Linked DNA regions of Bicyclus anynana: region 2 is linked to region 1. A link is a contact called in public Hi-C data. All regions are on one chromosome and are shown on one strand. Each heading gives the region's core, a stretch centred on a gene start, on an enhancer-like site or on the middle of the called end of the contact. The rest is flanking DNA. Distances are from core to core; before and after follow the strand shown. Region 1 holds the start of LOC112049058 (protein yellow-like). Region 2 overlaps LOC112049067 (cytohesin-1).

Region 1 (6,588 bases), core at 2,952-5,451:
AGTTTTTGATAACATCGTGTACCTACTATCTATACTTATAATAAATCTGCAGAAAGGTAAATTCTGTACATGAAATATATTTCCAAAATACTATCAAGGGTGATTAGTGATCGATACTGATGCCAATTACACAATCAGTAAAATTTTTGTCTGTCTGTCTGTATGTTCGTTCGTTAAAGAAACAAAAACTTATCAACGTTAACTTAACTTAGTTATTCTTCATACTCCTGGGCAAGTTATAGTACGGTTACATACTTTTCATCACGCTACGATCAATAGGAGCAGAGCAGTGAAGGGAAATGTTGGGAAAATGGGAGAAGAGAATTTTGAAGGAAATAATCTCATCATTAAACGTTAAAATTTTCTGATAATTCCAATAAGCCTAAATATTAAAATATGCTTTTTAAATCTGTATTTTTTTATCCACAGCTAAAAGCAAAAAAAGTAAATAACCTTTTATTCTTCCTATCATTTAATCTACCGAATGTAATCGGTTCCATGGCGCTCTAGTAACTGCTTTAGGACCCGGGTTTTTGAGGTCATATAAAATTTTGCTATAAATACTATGCGTGCTAACGCGTGCTACTAGCTTTTCCCAAATTTCCCACGAAACCGTGTAGCAGTTTTTCATGGTGTATCTAACGGAAAGCCAAACGTTCACTTTCACATTTATATTATCAAGTTTAGTCCAAAATGCAATATCATATTTCAAATTGCACATTGTACTTGCTTTGCAAGCGTAAGTCACGCCCCAATTGTTGTTAAAAATACTGTATACATAAATTGTTAAATATTGTTTAAGTTGATAACAAAGTAAGGCTTTTTATTATCAGCCGATAGACGTCCACTGCTAGACATAGGCGTCTGTATGGACTTCTAAACACCACGGCCTGGAATAAAGTAATAACTTTAAAATTTAAAGTTATCCAACGTTATTGGATCATCATCATTAATAATTCATATTCGGCTCACTGTTGAACATAGGTGTATATAGAGGGGGGTTGCTACCCACCCTAGAAATAGACCTGTGCTCTAGGATTCTGGGCTACCGATATGGAATTCTATTATGATACTAATAATAGACTTGATGTCGGGTGTCAGGCCCACCCTAGGAAATAATCCTAGATACGCCAATGCTGTTGAGCATGAGTCTGCTCTCAGAATGAAAGGGCTTAGGTTCATAGTCCACCACGCTGACCCAATGCGTATTGGCAGAATTCACACACGTAGAGAATTAAGAAAATTCTCAGGTATGTAGGTTTCCTTGTGATGTTTTTCCTTCACCGTTCGAGACAAGTGATGCACTTGAAAAGTGTTCAACTGACTGAAATCGAACCTACACCCTCTGAATCGAAGGCAGAGGTCAATCCACTGGGCTATCACGACTCTACATTGGATATACTCCAGTGAATTGTACAAGCTCGTCCTTGTTAAAAAATTAAGTGAGCAGTATAAGTACTGAAGGCATTAGCACTTTATGGTGAGCCACTAACAAAAGCAAATAAAAACTGCAAACATTATAATATGATAAACACGTTTATTTCAAGTCACACGCAACCTCACAACCGTATGTTAGAAAACACGTATTATCCAGTTATTTTATTTTATGAGGTCTATCATACATTCATTTTATATTACCCCTTATCACTATACACTCGCTTTTCAATACACTAGCTCGTAAAACGACTATTTATTGACTGAATTAAATAATATTAATAATAATGTGGGATAAAATGCATAAAATAGTAGAAAACCAATCGGGTTTCTGTACTTATAATTTAACAAAACTGACAAAAAGTCAAAAGGTACAAAACTCGAAATTATTAATTTGTCTCTCAGTCTAATTCGAAGCAATGCATCAGATTTTCATGATGACTTTAGACATTTAAGTTTGCAGAAATATACATGACTTGGCAAAGTTCTTTGAGGAAAAACCATTAGGTATCTAAAAAAACCTTAATTTATGCGTTTAGTTACTGATGCCCATTAACTTGTAAATAAATAAAAAATTAAAATAAAAAAAAAATTCTGTCGTATACTGATAGTATTGCAATTTTAGATGGTTTTTACTTGCAAATGTATTAAAAAACACAATGTGATACATGTGTGTAAAATTCGAAAGGTGAACGACCTTCCTGCCTATGGTTCGGGAATTCGGGATTGAAATTCTTCACACACTTGTATCATAAATAACTATTATAATGATATGATAAAAATAAATAAGCTTTCCAACTTAATGTACCTGAGCAGATTACCTCCACAACTCTATTAATAATTCATTGGCCATCGACTTAATATTAGTGATTAAGAAATGAATAGATACTTATATGCGGACATGCCACAGTACAAACCGAACTCTTGCACTGAAAATTTTCTTAGAATAATAGATAACATTTTCAGTACAAAAATGCGTAGGTATAATCCAACATTCCAAGTATTACAATAAATAAACAAACCAAGTACGAACTAAGTACAAACGGTGACAAAGATACACCTCAGATACACCTTTGTTTATTTAAAGTTACAGATGGAATGTTGAGTGGTGAAACGCGGCATTTGACAACACGTCCCCGACCTTTTGTACCACATGCACGGAGCGTCTTCATCACGACTCCGATCACAAAGGTCGTACGCAGTATCACCGTAATAATACACTTATAGTAATAATATACAAAGCTATCTACACCGCGATTATCACTGAAAAGACCACGAGGTCAAGGTAACTTTAATATTTGGTAATGTTACACGCATCAGTCCGGACGCATATTGACTCCAAGGTGTAGGACTACCGTCCTAGACGAGCAGATGTGCCAGAGCGAACACTAGCAAGGACGCGGCGAGCGTGGGAGCCGTCGCAGCGGCGTGCGGAGGCTTCGTCGGCATCAAATCCTCGCCGAAAACGTAACTCTTCAAACCAGTGTACGACCTCAGAATCCTGTAGTTAACTTCCTCGACAGACACTTGGTTCTTCACGAAGTTAAACAATCTGTTCACGACGACGTACAAGTTGCCGCGATCGTCGAAAGTGAAACGGTCCACCCACTGGATGTAATTCGGATCGCGGGCGATCGTACGTTGACCCGTGCGGAAATCGACAGTGGTGTTCCACTCCGCTATCGTGGAGTTACCGATCAAACCGAAAAAGAGAGTGCCCGTTGAGTCCATTTTCATGCCGTCGGTTTGTGAAGCTTTGGTGCCGAGATCGACAACGTAAGGGCGTATAGCGCCTTCGCCTTTGAGACCAAGAGATTCATTTCGTAGAACCGATGCGTTGATCGCGTAAATATGATAGCTCGACAGTGGGCAGTAGTAAACCGTACGGTCTACAGTCTCATCTTCGGTCAAGAACTGTGGTCCCATAGCGATGCCGTCGACGTTGACGGGGAGGTTCACCGTAGTGCCGTTTATACGGAACAAAGCAGCTTCCGGAACCGACGACATTGACTTCGTGTCACGCAACTTCCACGACTTTTTATCACTTAATCGGAACACGATAATGCCGGGATCTACCGCGCTATTATCGGTAATGTACGCGAAATCACCATCACGATTGTCAACCACCAGATCGTTTAAGTACGTCGTGCTCGGGTTTACAACGTCTGCGGGCAGCGGGTAACGTTCCAATTTGTTCTCACCAGTTTTCAAATCAATTAACACTATGGAAGGCGGGCACTTAGCGTCCGGGTTTTGAGTCAAAGTGCCGACTCGACCGTTATCCAGGATCCACATAATTCCATTGCGATCGATTTCGATGTTCTGCACGAACTGTAGAGCGTAACAATCGCCTAGAGTGTTATCCTTCCAGCTGGGGAACGGCTTCAGTTTCGGAGCGGTGTCGTTTTGATTAGCCGGGATGTAAGCGAGCGTGGCCGGCACGCCATCCAGCATCCGGGGTAGCGTCAAATATATATTGTCTTTGTAAAAGTTGATGCCGGATATTAACACATTTTGGGGGATGTAGCGGCTGGAGTTTAGGGAGGTCTCGCGATCTCCCGGCGACTCCCACTCGAAGTCCACAGTCCGCCATTCGTATACAACTCGGAACTGTTCGCGGTGCTGCGGCGGTCGCGGCTGCTTGTCCTGGGCCGCCGCGACTGCGACGATCGCGATGAACACGAATAGTTTCATAGTTAGCTCGGAGTGTCTCGGTTGCGTGTTGCGCGGCTGGCGCGGGCTGTGTGACTGACTGACTGGCGCGGCCGGCTCGCCGTGCGTCGCGTACTCCTCAGTTACCTGCACTCGCGTGTCACCACACTACGTAATTGTTATTGGCGATTCATTAATTGATTCTTTCACCTTGAATCGAGAATTATCTCAGCTCGATATGGACGGCGATGCAATTTGTGCAAATGAATAGATACATACCGGAAAGGGTGCGCGAAGGTCACGCGGGCCACCCCAGCTAGACGGAGGGTCCGACAGTCTCGCCGTTTATGTATAAATCGTACGGGGAATCGATTGAAGTGGTCGTTGAGCCTGGCTTTTCAAAACATGCAAAGGTATAATAAGTATTTCTTGTTACGCTGGATTTAAACACCCTACAGTGTAATAAAACTTGGGGTCACAAGTTCCTCGCTTTAATCCGTAGCTTTTAACGCGCAGTTTATTTATGTTTAATATTCATTTAGCGGTTATGGAAAATATTTCTAGAGTTATGATGTAACGACGCATTGCTTGTACACTGATGCAAGCAAATCGTTGTATAAAATTAAAGCAATAATAAACTGTAGTCTTCAATGTGTTAATGTGCTGGCTACTGAAGCGTGAAAATTTAAATTAACTGTTTAATTACTTGATCTATTGGACTGATTGCAAGTGATTTATTTTTTTCTTAGAATAGTTCCGTCTGGTACTTTTAAAGGTAGGCATCTTTATTTTAAATAAAATTGAAATATTAACTAAATTCCTATATACGAAATCAGAGGAAAATACTTTTAAAACTTCATTTATTTAGCTACTTACTAACTACTTAGGTAGGTATAATAAATCTGTAGAGAATCATCTGTACTTGAAATATATTTCCAAAATAACTATCAGGGGGTGATTAGTGATCTATAGTGATGCCAAAAATGCAATCAGTAAAATTTTTGTCTGTCTGTCTGTCTGTATGTTCGTTATAGAAACAAAAAGTACTCGACGGATTTTAACATAACTTGGTACAATTATTCTTCATACTCCTAGGCAGGTTATAGTATACTTTCGTCACGCTACGATCAATAGGAGCAGATCAGTGAAGGGAAATGTTGGGAAAACGGGAGAAGTTAGTCCATTTTTACAGCGATACTACTGTAAGGGCTGGATTAAAGAGGTCTAAGGGCGGACGAAATCGCGGGCGTTTGCTAGTACACACATAAATCTATAAATCAATGGAAAACGTTGATGTACCTACTGGTGTACACGTCAGTGTTGGAAAAGGGTTTTGTTATTTTCCTACGTGTGAGTAAAGTTTATTAACCACATTTCTGACATGATTAAGTAATTAAATTAGTAATATCTGACACAATGGTGGTCTGACTGCCTCATCTTTTTTACTTCCTTCAAAAATCCACGTCTTCATATTATATATAGCTATAATCTTGATTATACCATCAATATACCTACAAAAGAAATATACTAAAAGCCTGGTTAACATGTGCTCTGTAGTACATTTTTTTTCTCCGTCTCCTATAAAAATGGTTAAGGTGTCATTCGATTTGGAATTGAATGTAGATAATTTTTGAAAAAATTGAAGGCCCGCTCGCAGTAATTGCAAAAGTTATAAATAATTAACTAAAAAAAAAAAAAGTTTCGAGCACTAAGTATTGATTTAATTCCGAATCGAATTACCTCAACCATTTTTATAAGAGACGGAAAAAAAATTGTACTAGGGGAGAGCGGGGCTGAAAGTGCCGGGGGTAAATAGTGCCGACGCGAATATCTCGAAAACAGAAAGAGATAGATATACGATCGTATTGTGTCGCGTAATCGCTAACAGCCGCGCACATGCGGCTACCATTTTAGTTGCGTCAGCGACGCGGAGTGAGTGGCTGTGCATGTGAGTGTCCTCCAGCGCTACGTAAGTAAATATTTTCGTCTCGATACTTTTTGGTCACAAGCTAGCATTTCTTGTGCTTTTAAAATGAGAGTTTTAGTAAAATGTTTGTTATTTATTCTAGTTTATGATTTTAGCAGATTGATTTTCCTATGTGAGACAAAATATCACACTCTCATAAATGGGGTAAAATGTTCCGTATTTGTGGGGCTGCTTGTGCCGCGGCACAACCAACCCCTAAGCTACCTTTATTGTTTCATTATGTCCAAACTGTACTGAAACCGAAGAACATTTTGGCTGAAAAAAGAACAAAGCAAGTAGGAGCTATTGTTTCAGCAGAGCGTGGAACTCTAGTCACCGTGGAGCTTGCGGTAAGTGCTCTAGGAAACTCAATTCCACCGATGTTCGTATTTCCACGTTTGAAATATAATGTGTATGTATGTTTATTCGCGATGGTCCTCCTGAAAGTATTGGAGCTGGCAATCAATCTGGTTGGATGACAAGCACAGAGTTCTCAGTCTATATGGATCATTTTATAAAACACACTAAGCCTAGTC
Region 2 (6,588 bases), core at 2,830-5,329, 41 kb before region 1:
GAGCGAGGCGATCCGGTGACGCAATTAATAAGCCATACATGAGGCGAGGCATTGCCATGTGGCTTTAATGAGCTATGCTTTACTTCACAAAATCCATACAAATTGTTATACTCATTCATGAACTTGTGTATACAACTGTAAAATGTCATTATGTAGCTTTTGCGTAATTTTAAATCGGCATATATGGGGAACTCAAAAATACATACTTACTGTATGTTTTCACCCGATTGTTCATTGCATAATGGAATAACTGATTTATTTGGTGTGGGTGATAAGTATAAAACTTACAGGCATCGAATTATTCAAGGTGTAGACGTCCATTTGTGTAGTATATCGTTTATTTGTTACAAATCAAATCCGTTGTAAAATTGAAGATGTTCCCAACATACTCATAGAACTATCTGTCGCAAAGTTCTTTGCGAAAATCAACATTTGCATTCTTTGTTCAACAATTTAAGCTAAAGTATAGTTATATAATATTTAAAATATAAAGTTTGCATCGAACTGTACGGATATTGATGGGTTCATCAGAAAAAACTCAATTTCATGTGTAATTAGTAAAATCCATGTAGTCTTCCAAGTTATTGACTGAAAAGACAAAACAAGATTAAACAATAATTGTTTTTGCTTGTTAAACAATAGGTGAATTTAACAACGAATTTGATTTGTGGCAAACATCACGTTACATGAAAATTGTGATATTTACAGCCATGATACTAAATAGTGATTGAAACGTTAGTATCGATACAATACGTTAATTCATCGTGAACATAATAGTCGACGGTCGGTGTTAGCATTGTTGTCCATGTAAATAACGAAGCAAGACTGAATCATATTGTGTGTAATGGTCGTCCGGTCATCGATGATTTTGTAAAGTTATTCTTGTTTTACACTTGTCTATATAGCATATAGCCAGGGGCGTAGCTACCGCCGTAAATAGGGGAGTCATATCAATGATACGGGGCCCCCGGACTACAAGGGCCCCATAGGTATTTTTTTAGGCTCCAAAATCAAAATTTGTCAAATTTAGTCTGGTGCTTCCTTGAGAAAAAAAAACAATTTTTTGGGATATGCTGCTTGCCTATTGGGCCATCCAACTAACTTTGGGCCTCTCCAATGCAAGCTACGCCATTGCATATTGTAGTGAATAGGCAAACGCATTTCAGCTTTGGTTACATCTACACTTACTATCAGAAGATATAGTGATCAGGCGCGAGCCAATTTATTAAAAAAAATAACCTAACGAATATACCTATATTTTTTTCGATAAATTTAACTCACTATGTATTTTTTAAAGTCATCTTGATGAATTCTTATTTTATGCAAAATACTTGATTTTAGTTTTAATAATTTTATAATATTATCGATAAAGGACGATATGAATTACCGCCCTAGTTTCGAAATAATTTGCACTTTGTTATTTGAAAAAAAAAAAGTTTTAATAGTAATTTTTTTGGTAAATTTATAGGTAGGGTTTTACAAATTTTATTGATTGCTTCTTGTTGCTTTGACAATAATTTGTTATTGGTTTACCGAACGGTCTAACCATAGGAATATAACAATTTTACAATATATTATATCCATTTAGTCGGAATTTTGTATTCATTGAAAGTATTATGTAATGTAAAAATATTTAGTATAGAAATTAGATTTATTATTTTGTAACATAGTAAACATGTTAGATGTACATATATGGCTTGAGGTTAGATGTAGTTAGATGAATATTTTGATATAGGTGTGTTATTTATGTTCAATGTTATGGTATTGCAAATTTTCTTATATATTTATGAAATAGTGGACCGTTTGATGGGAATTCTTATGATTTTATATGTTTTTTTTAAGATCTTATGAATGGTTTTTTTTTAATTGGTAGTCATATTTTTAATTTTAAAGGGTCAATGTATTCGTTTGCTACCATTTTAAAACGTCACACAAAGATAGAGCAAGTTTCCAAGGCCGCCAGATGACACTTATCATTTGATGAACAAAATTGTTCAAAATTGCGCTTACTTTGTTCATCAGTGAATAGTCGTAGTTTTATGTCTGAGATGACCCTGCCCCCCTACCCAAGTGGCACTTCGATTCTCTTTCTACGATCGCTAACGCTTCGAAAACTAAAAAATTGTATGGGACTGACAGATTTTGATCACGTGACCTGTCGATATCAAATGTCATTTCCATACATCTTTCTAATTTTCGAAGCGTTAGCGATCGTAGAAAGAGAATCGACGTGCCACTTGGCTAGGGGGGCTGGAATCTTGATTCATTAGTTCAATTCAATATAATTCAATAATTCAATAGTTGCACAAATGAGGGGTGTTACAACCATGTATTATGTATGTATAGCTTGGCAAGTTCGTTGATGACATTCCCATGATATGCGGGCGACGGGGGGAAAGACTGCGCGGGTGTGAAATAAGTTAGAGGCATCAGTCGTGGGTTTTTCATTTATCGCTACACGCCCCGGCCAGTGCGGACCATCGGGAGTGTTACGAATTGCCAAGCTATAGTATGGAATGTATGCTAAGCGATGACTTAATAGAAGCTTTGCTAAAGTCAAAGTTCAGTTCAGTTATTTTATGTGACTTGTATTGAGTATAATAATTGATCGAATAAAAAAATTATAAGTATGCAATAATGACGAATCATGAGCAATATCAATATGGGATTTCCTGTTTTGATAGTTTAGTTTTCAATGAAGTTATTGACGTTTTCTATTTTATTACTAGCGGACGCCCGCGACTTCGTCCACCCTTAGACCTCTTTAATCCAGCCCTTACAGTAGTATCGCTGTAAAAATGGAGTAACTTATACCGTTTTCTTTCGTTTTCTTTGCTCTACTCCTATTGATCGTAGCGTGATGAAATGTATACTATAACCTGTCCAGGAGTATGAGGAATAATTGTACCATGTTTCGTTAAAATCCGTCGAGTAGTTTTTGTTTCTATAACGAACATACAGACAGACGAAAATTTTACTGATTTTTGGCATCAGTATCACGAATCACCGCATATTAGTTATTTTGGAAATATATTTCATGTACAGAATTAACCTCTGTACAGATTTATTATAAGTATAGATTGTGATACCCATTCAATAACTAAATGACTCAGTCAGTGATGTACATTGGATTATATTATTTTTATTACTAAAGTTGTCAACTATTGAATTATACCATCAGGAGTGGATTTAAGCGGCAAAACACAAAAAATATATATTTCATTAAAATCGGAGCTACTCGAGTTTCTAATATATTTGTTTATTTAAATACATGTTAGAAGTCGCGTTATTGCATAACATTATAATTTTTAGTGCGAATGTGTATATAGTTAGTAATATTTTAAAAGTAAATGAGTCACTTTGTATCGTTATTCAGATAGGAGTTAAGCGACTACGAATGTCATCGTCAAAACAATCTGTGTGCCTAGTGGGAGTTTTCAATATTTTCATACTGTTACTATCGCGTTGACGTAAACGCGAATTTATATGGAATTGAAACAATTGTGTAGTAGTGCCAATTGATGGTGTCGTTTCAATTCCTTAGAAATTCGCGTTTACGTTAACGCGACAGTAACAGTACCAAACTGCCACTAGGCCGTCTGAACGAAGTTCTTTTTGGCAGATCCGACGTTTCAATTTTATCATTATTAGCATATTTTAATGTCCCCCCACTACAAACTTCTCTTTTAGAAAGAAGAAGATATGGAGCTTAGGCCCACCATACCGCTCTGATGCGAGTTTCTATGTTAATTACATGACAATTTCAATGATTCTTTCTGACTACGATTTAGTTCATACAAGTCTGCCAAAAGGGACTTTGATCCTAAAGGATACAATAAACGTACGACTGATTCTACGATCGATTGATTTGAGTTTTGTATAAATTAATGTTAATAACTCGTTCGTATTAACATGAAACATTTCTTGAATAAAAAGTATTACAACAAATCAAATACCAAGAAAGTGCAACTGTGAATTCACACATTACTATTACTTCTCATAGTATAGTGTGCACCAAACTTAGAGTCCGCTCTGAACACGATGTGTATGACTGCACAGTGTACAATAACACATCTAAGCGGTACAGTACGGATTAGAAGTTTGGCTCATACTATACATACAATTTCAAAGGCGAACAATTAGTTAACTCGGAGATGATGTCATGTGATGACGTCATCGTTTAAGTTATGTAGAACCTTGAATGTTCCACACCATGAGTTGCTTGCTTTATAATTTGAGTACCTCATCAATCAATCGGTCGTGTCGGTCATCGTTGTCTATTAGGTTACGACAGTTTACGTCCCACGAAAGCAGAATGCAAATTAACAACGTCACTGCGCAAGTGAGCAGCACTTGCATTCGCTAACTCGGTCGCTTTCAGGAAATGAAAGTCACTGAGTTTGACATTTCATTTGTTTCTCGTAATTTTGAAAAATATTTTTTTGACCCATTCAATGAAGTTGCAATGTATAAAGTGTAGTGCCACAAATTTTACTGGCCCGGTGGTTAAAACTGGAACTATCGCTGGAACGAACGAACGGCGATCGTCATTTTTAACCGACTTCATAAAAAGAGAGGTTCTCAGTGGCGGTGTCAAAAAACAAAATGAACTTTTAGAGTCTATTTGGCATAGTAATGCATCATTGAAGTCGGTTCAATTTTTTGTTAACATTATTTTATGCAAAACATTATACTAAAAGTGCGACGATAGCGACACCTTCTCCGGGCCAGATATGTTTGACGCACTATACTAATGTCAAATATTGACGTAATTCAAAGATACCGGTGGCTTTCATTTTCCGATAGCAACCGAGTTAGTGAATGCAGTGGTTGATCGATCATCACATTAAATTCGTTTTAGACGTTTTCGTGGCGTGCACTGTACACATAATTAGGGAAAGGTGCCTAATGATCTGTAACTAGTAAGTTAAGTAAGATTAATTAACATGTAATTGGGGATGCTGTGTAAATTCGCGTAGGGAGTTTAATTTATCTCAATTGTAATGATTTATATATGACAACGGATATGTGCATAATAATGATGTTGTAAATAATTTTGTATGAAAGAAAATTACATTATTATCATTATTTATTCGTTTTGTTTTATTTTTATCATATATTTTTAAGTCTCCTTTCAGAAAAGTTACCTCATAGGTATTTGCTTAAGTATTTTTCTCAATACAATTGAATTATTCTGATATATCATCATCATCATAATATCAGCCGATGGACATCCACTGCAGGACATAGGCCTTTTGTAGGGACTTCCAAACATCACGATACTGAGCCACTTGCATCCAGAGAATCCCTGCAACTCGCTTGATGTCGTCAGTCCACCTGGTGGGGGGTCGTCGAACACTGCGCTTAACAGTGCGAGGTCGCCATTCCAGCACTTTGGGACCCCAACGTCCATCGGCTCTTCAAACTATGTGCCCCGCCCATTGCCACTTCAGCTTCGCAACTCGTTGAGCTATGTCGGTGACTTTAGTTCTTCTGCGGATCTCCTAATTTCTGTTGTATAATACGCTGTAAATCTGACGTTTCTTTGCGTTGCCATATTTAAAACCAAATAAAATAAAACAAATCTACACAATATTTTATAGGTTTTTTAATTTAGAGATAAAAGCGTAGGTATACATATTAATAAATGAACTAGCGGACTCGGTCAAGCTTCACTTTGACTTATGTGCATTCTTTCCTACCCTCAGTAGTTACAGAGCCTCCTACCAGACAGGCCTGGACCAATTAAGAAAGCTTCAATCGACCCAGCCGGGTATCGAACCGAGGACCTCTGTCCTGAAAATCCACTGCGCCACGGAGGCCGTCAAAAAATATATAAGGGACACGACTGAAGGAGGACTAAATTGACCATGGATCAAATTACTACGTGTCTACCATACTTACCTATAGTTATAGATTATGACACTGGTTTTTTTTTATTTTTTTACAAATTCGCCCTATCTACAATCTCACCTGGTGGTAAGTGACGATTCAATCTAAAATGGAAGCGAGCTAACTCGTTAGGAGGAGGATGAAAATCCACACACCTTTCGGTTTCTACATGACATCGCACCGGAACGCTAAATCGCATTGCGGTACGTCTTTGTCGGTAGGGTGGTAACTAGCCACGGCCGTTACCTCCCACCAGCCAGACCTGGACTAATTAAGAAAATCTCAATCGGCCCAGTCGTGGATCGAACCTAGGACCTCCGTTTTGTAAATCCATAAAGCCACGGCGGCCGTCAAAAGGTCTGGCTATGTCAGGCTCTTAGACTATAATATTTATATTTTACACGTTTTGCTACTTAAAAAGATATATCTAATACTTAATTTCTTTCTTTATAGCACATTATCCATACAATAACGAAAACAATAGTCAATCATTGAAGATATACTCGTAATAAACAAGAAAACTTTATACCTTAGCCTTACCTACTTGTTAGGTACCTATTCATAGTGCTAAATTTCCATATTGCACATAGTGTTCGTGTCCACTGTATTTACCTCATAACCACAAACAGTAGGTATTGCTATCTACCTTAATGTTTATGATTACATTTTAACTTTAAATGGTCCTTGTTTAGGTAT

Evidence for each region. A called contact is a pair of places that touch in the nucleus more often than the background predicts.
Region 2: a Hi-C map of whole body shows a contact between it and region 1, with 1.9 times the contacts expected there. The contact joins the enhancer-like site here to the promoter of LOC112049058 in region 1. A contact is called at or near these places in 2 of 2 Hi-C or Micro-C datasets (whole body and whole larva).

Annotation. Positions count from the first base shown.
Region 1 is chr11:11,122,298-11,128,885 of ilBicAnyn1.1, reverse strand. LOC112049058 (protein yellow-like) reads right to left here and starts at 4,201. Exons shown (of 1, transcript XM_024086810.2): 1 at 1,518-4,201. The coding sequence starts at 4,128. The coding sequence ends at 2,794.
Region 2 is chr11:11,162,887-11,169,474 of ilBicAnyn1.1, reverse strand. It overlaps LOC112049067 (cytohesin-1), which reads left to right. Exons shown (of 9, transcript XM_052884345.1): 9 at 1-5,092. Among protein-coding and RNA genes, the nearest start is that of LOC112049058, 41 kb to the right of the region's middle. Within about 2 kb of position 4,079, at least 6 of the 8 cell types and tissues checked have open chromatin away from gene starts, as enhancers often do.